Linked DNA regions of Gossypium hirsutum: region 1 is linked to region 2. A link is a contact called in public Hi-C data. All regions are on one chromosome and are shown on one strand. The core of a region is the stretch at or near the end of the contact, and the rest is flanking DNA. Distances in the headings are between cores, read along the strand shown.

Evidence for each region. Hi-C and Micro-C count contacts between places; a contact is called where the count stands out from the background.
Region 1: a contact with region 2 is called in a Hi-C map of leaf, with 2.1 times the contacts expected there. The contact joins two enhancer-like sites. A contact is called at or near these places in 3 of 34 Hi-C or Micro-C datasets (leaf and petal).

Annotation. Positions count from the first base shown.
Region 1 is chrA05:75,662,743-75,665,827 of Gossypium_hirsutum_v2.1, reverse strand. No RefSeq gene overlaps it. Among protein-coding and RNA genes, the nearest start is that of LOC121229884, 94 kb to the right of the region's middle. Within about 2 kb of position 1,342, at least 8 of the 9 cell types and tissues checked have an H3K27ac peak or open chromatin away from gene starts, as enhancers often do. A contact at or near this core is called in leaf, where this site is marked.
Region 2 is chrA05:75,440,507-75,443,507 of Gossypium_hirsutum_v2.1, reverse strand. No RefSeq gene overlaps it. Among protein-coding and RNA genes, the nearest start is that of LOC121229878, 16 kb to the left of the region's middle. Within about 2 kb of position 1,362, at least 2 of the 9 cell types and tissues checked have an H3K27ac peak or open chromatin away from gene starts, as enhancers often do. A contact at or near this core is called in leaf, where this site is marked.

The DNA of each region.
Region 1 (3,085 bases), core at 93-2,592, 220 kb before region 2:
AATTTTGAAATTGGAATTGAATTTTTTAAAATTTACTAAGGACCGTATTGAATTCCTCTCACAAATTCTAAAGGTTTTTAATTAAAATAAGTTATTTTTTTATTTAATTTTAAAATTTTAAATCATTTTTAACTTAATTTAATTTTTGAATTTTTGGCATAAAAGGGTAGATATTTGGATATCCACATTTCGATTCTTGTTTTTGGAAAAGGGAAAATTAGACAAAAAAAAGTTAAATAAAAAATTTCTATTTCAGGTAATTATTTTTATAAAATAAAATAATATTGAAATTTGGTTTTTCTTTGAAAGTCCAATACTAAGGCCCACCTTTTGGTATTTACTAAAACTTAAGTTAGGTCCAATTCAAGTTAAGTTTAAAGTCCAAGTCTAGTCTGAAGCCCAAATTCATTTTAAAGTCCAAGTCCAACTCAAGCCCAATTTAAATATTTTCAAGCACAAGTTGTTTAGGTCCTTTTTGAAGTCCGGAATTGAGTCTTGACCCAAGTTAAGTCCAAGCCCGAAAGCCCATTTCTGTATCCAATTTTCGGGTTAGGGTTTTTAAAACCCTTTTTCTTTTTTTTTTTCTAACACGAGTCTGAATACAAAGAAAAAGTTGGTAACCAATTACAGTTGACAATAAACAGCATATGAAACGATTTTGTGATTAATGATAATTTGGAAAAAAGTATAACGATGAATCTGCAAACAATAAAAAACAGAATCCTAAATAAATAAGAAAATCAAGATACAAGAAAAAAGGGAAAGGGTTTTCCAAAGACAGTCTTCACGTTTTTTTTTTTGCTCTTTTGATACATGAATAAAAGATTTTTCTTTCCTTCTCAATTTTTGAAGAAGAAAAAAGGTGAAGGGTGGTTCCAAGGAGGCGACATCCTGAGTTTCAAAACTCTAGCCATGAGGAACAACCACCCTTACCAGATCCACAAAATAAAAGGTGTGAATTTTCAGACCTAAAATAACGAAAAGTGAAGAAAAAATTTATTTTTGAAACAGTTTTGAAAAAAGAAGAAATTTTTGGTTATTTGTTCCTTTTGATTTTTTTTTCTTTAAAGTTTGTTAGAAAGAAAAAGAAATCTTTTTCTCTGCAGTTTTCAGCCACCGCGTGTGGTGCTCTGACGTTGGAAATCAAAGATCCTTGGGTTCTTCAATAGTAGAGCCATAAAACAAATTTAAACAAAGCTGAGAGAAAAAACAAAGAGTGTTATTTGAAAATTGAAAGAAAAAAATAACAAAGTACATTTGAGTTTCAGGAATAAATAGTAGTGGGAAAGAGAAATTTGCAACCCAGTCCTCCGTGTTTTTAAATTATATTTTAGGCCTTTCGCCTTTATAAATTGCACAGGAGGTCCCCCGTGCTTATGTTTTTATTTCTTGGGACCTGCGCCTTGCACAATTGTAGGATTAGTCTTTGGATTTTTAATTTTATTCAAACCAAGAAAATTTCCAGTCAAGTCCCTCTTTTACATTTTTTAATTTTTAAAATTAAACCTTTTTATTTCTAATATTTTTTGAATTTATTTTTGCTTTTTATTTAATCTGATTTTTAAATTTCTAGAATTTTCTTTTTAAAAGGAATGATTGTTTGGTAAATAATAAAATTTGATTCTCTTTATTTGGAATATTTAAATTTATTTTAATTGAATATTTTTATTATGTATTTTAGTTGAATAATTGTGATCATTAGTGCATTAATTTTATTTTGGCATAATCTTTTCTTTTCTTTTTTTTTGCTATTTTCTTGTTATCATTTTGTGCTTCTGTTTACTGTTCTTATTACTTTTTGAAAATATTCTAAGAATTTTAGTAATTTTTTTAATGAAATTCTTATTTTAAAATTTAGATTTATTTATTTTAGATTTAATTCATTTAGAATTTTAGATTAATATTTATAAGTTGTTGTTCATTCGTTCCATGTATTGTTATAACAATTTTGTTTCTATGCTTGGGCCATTGTTTTGGGCCCCATACATGTTTTGATTAGACTGAGTGTGATCCATTTGATTATGGTATGTTTGACAAAATAGTAGCATGGGTCGACTAAGAGGCTTTAGTCTCTCAATTAATTTTCTTGAAGTGATTTGATCAGCATGGTAGTCTTTTTTTTTTATGCTTAAGGTGCTAATTTTTAGGGATAACTATTAGCTTTACTCAAGGAGCTTCCCAATCACTTATCAATTGTTTTAAAGGAAAATATTTTTCTATTTCCCAAGCTTATAAAACGACGTAGTCTTTTGAGAATGATCAAGTTTTAAGAGTTTATTTCTATTGAAGCTGTGTTGAACTTGTGTTTCATTCAACTTGTTTGTTTATTTTCTTGTTCGATTGTTTGCTTAGCTGACTAAGGTGGATGTAACACTTAGCTCAAGCACTGCTGAGTGACCATTTTGGGTTGTAGGATTGTTAATTCTTTATCGGGGTTGCATAGACATTCTTGGTGAAGAAGTTGTGAGCTTTAACTGATAGGGAAGAAGTGTATTCTTGTTTCATTTGGTAATTGAACAAAAGATCTAAGGGAGGCTTCACAAACATAAGGTTAATTGTGTTCTTTTACACTCTTATTTTTCTTTAGCTCTATTATTTTCATTCTAACTATCATTACAACAAAAAAATTGCAAAATTGTCTTATCATATCTATAGTCTAATTATTTTTCAATATCCTTAGATTTAATTTAAGTTTGGTAAAAAATTTAGATCTTCTCTAGATTTATTTAACTTTAGATTTTAGATGTTTAGGTTCAATTACATCCTATTTTAGAGTTTTTGAATTTTGAAATTCTCATATTTTAAATTTAGAGTTGGATTTGTTTCATTTTTAGCTCTAGAATTTAGATTTTAAGTTTTAATAAATTTAATTAGATTTTAGTTTAGAGCTGGATTTGTTTCATTTTTAAGTTGTAGAATTTAGATTTTAAGTTTTCATAGATTTCATTAGATGTTAATTTAGAAATTAGATTATGAAGATTTATTGGATTTAATTTTTAGAATTTAGATGTTGGATTTTGTTAGATTTCCAAAATTCATAGTTTTAATTTCGTTGGTTAATTATAGGTATTAAATTTTTTTCTAG
Region 2 (3,001 bases), core at 113-2,612:
TTGAAAATTTTAGTTTAAAATTTAAGTGTTTAGCATTACTGTAAAAAAGTACTTTTGAAAAATAAAATGTCAATTTTAAACATATTATTATCAAATAAGAAATATGCATTTAAATAATATTTAAATTAGTTAATATTATTATATTTTAGTAAGAATATAAAAATATTATTATAACTTCTTGTTAATATCTTAATATATAAAATATAAATTTTAAAATTTTTAAGTAATAAATATTAATTATTTGTAAAATTTAATTAGAATATATAAACTATATTTTAAATATTTAAATATAATTATTAAATATTTGTAATTAGTATTTTAAAAATATTTTTTTATTTTTAATTAATGATTTTAACACATTTGTAATTACGTACTAAGAAAAAAAGAGAAAGTACTATGTTATTGGAGGGGTGAAAAAATAATTAAGCACTAAAAGTGCTTTTGGGGAGGAAAAGCTAAAAATTTTAACTTCTCCTCTTCAGAAGTGCTTTTGAAAAGCACATCTGAAAAGCTAAAAATTTCAACCAAAAGCAGCTTGTTCTGCACAGCTTTTCTTACAGAAGTGCTTTTGGAGCCAGAAGTGCTTTTGAAAAGCAATGCAGAACTGGCCCTTACTAAACTTCATTAAGCTTACTTGTATTGTTTAATGTCCTTGTAGATTAATGTGAGGTCGGGAGATCGGATCAACACATCAAGCCACATTATCCAACTTATTCTAGTAGTCTTTGAAACGTACACTATGATTTATATGGTATGTATAGCGTTGGTGTGTATTATGAATGATAATTTGTTCACATATAAAACTTAAATATGTATGTGTAGTATTTTAATAAAAAAACTAATTTAGAGACTAAAAAAAAATTAAATAATTAAAATAATTTTTTAAAAAAAAATTGGATGAAGAAATAAACTAGTTAATATCAACATACCTTTAACGCATTCTTTGTGTCATTTATTGTCAATGAATTTTCTGGATTTTACCCGCAGATTAGAACTAGTTTTGTCTTTTCTTTTTTTGATAGTTTTGAATGAAAGGGTTTTGATGGGTTTTATTTTTTGTTGCTTAGAAAGGGGTGATTACTACAATTTGATCTATTAATAAAACCCATCTTTTCTGATTTAAATAATAGTAAAATTTATGGCGATTTTTGTACCATCTCACAAATCTTCCATTACTTCATTGGGAACCGATACGAGAGATGAGAAAATAGGAATCTTGTTATTTGCCTATTCGTGCATTAAGAACACTTGAAAGATGACTAAAGTCACCAACTTGTTAGCTATCTATATTTCACATGGCATTATTAAAATTGGCAAGTTGCAATGGGGCCAGAGATAGCAATTGTCTGGTCCAGCATCCACCTCCCCTCACCAACCTAACCTTCAACCCTACCAACATCTTTTGGATTAAGTAGTAACAAATACAGTGTCATTTAAATAAGATTCAAGCCAAATTCGGGTTTTATGAAATAAAAAATTATTAAATTTTTACTTTATGAATTAAAAAATTATTAAATTTTTACTTAAATTTGATTTAATTACTCTAAAGAAAATGAAATCTAATACGAGTAATGGATATAAAAAGTTTTAAAGTGTATTTGATTGAAAATTTTTAAATATTTTGAGAATTTTAAAATTTTAGTATTTTACAATTTATGAATTTAAAATGTTAGGATTGTAATTGCTTTGTTTGAATAAACAATTGATTTATAAAAATTTTAAATTATTAGAATTTTACAAATAAAAAATAATTATAAAAGAATAAGAATTATATTAATAAATAATATAAAAATTGATATAGATAGCATTATATTTTTAAAAATTTATAGATGGTTTTAATAAAAAAAACTTTAAAAAAGCATATATTATAGTCGCGCTAGTGGCATTTGTTGTTTGGGTTTTACCTTAATATTGCAATTCACCAAAAAATATATATTATGATTAAAAAATAATAAAATTTTAAGTTTAAACTTTTTATTTTATAATAGAATATGTGTATTAGATCAAATAAAATTATTAGGAATTTTTGAAAAACCACCTATATACATGAAATTTATAAAATAAATTTAAGCTATAAAAGTTTCTCTTAAAATTGGTCATAAATTTTAAGTTTGCTCAATATATTTACTTAAAAAATATATTTATTCGTAAAATTTTAAAAATCTCGACAAAAATAAATTTTTATATAAATTTCTCACCCAAACTTACTTTTATAGAAATTTTTTTCCAATCCCTTTATCGCTAAACTTGTTTATGCAACGCTCAACTTACAATGCGCCCCAAAGACGAATTTAAAACTACTAAAATTATTTAGTTTAATATTGTTGGTTATGATAAAAAAAAAATTGTTGTGGGTTACTCTATAAAATATAAATAGGGTCAGATTATTTCAGCGGAACAATAGATGGGATGCTCCTAGCGTGGGACGACAAACAAGACCAATAAATTTCTATAATTAGTGTCCAGTAGATGGGATGATTTTATTATTAGGATGTGCAGTTTTACATCTATATATTCAACCCTTCTGCCTACTATTTTTTGTCAACTCGTTTTACCTATTTTCCATTAAAAGGGTCTGTATGTGTTTTGGAATGAAAAACAGAAGCACCAAAACGATGCGTTACGAATATAAGCAAAATGGAGAGTTTTAGTTTTAATAAAACGATGCCTCTAGCATAGACCTGTAACTGCCTTTCAGTTATCGGGTTGTTACGGAACTGTTTTATTTTTCGCTTTTATTGTTTTAGCTGTAAGTGAAGGAGGGCAATCGGTACAATACACAAGATTTTCTTGTCTTTCTTCTTCCTCTCGTTCTAAATTCTAATTTTCTGGTTAGTCCCTATCAATATGAAGTCAGATAATTAAAGGATGTGACCAATTATTGATTATGTGCAACAATGAAGTTAAGAATTCTATAATGGGGACTAAGATAAAATTAACAAATTTTGAGATACGAAAACAAAAAATTTTGTATTAAAATTGTTTACTTTTGAAAGAGATC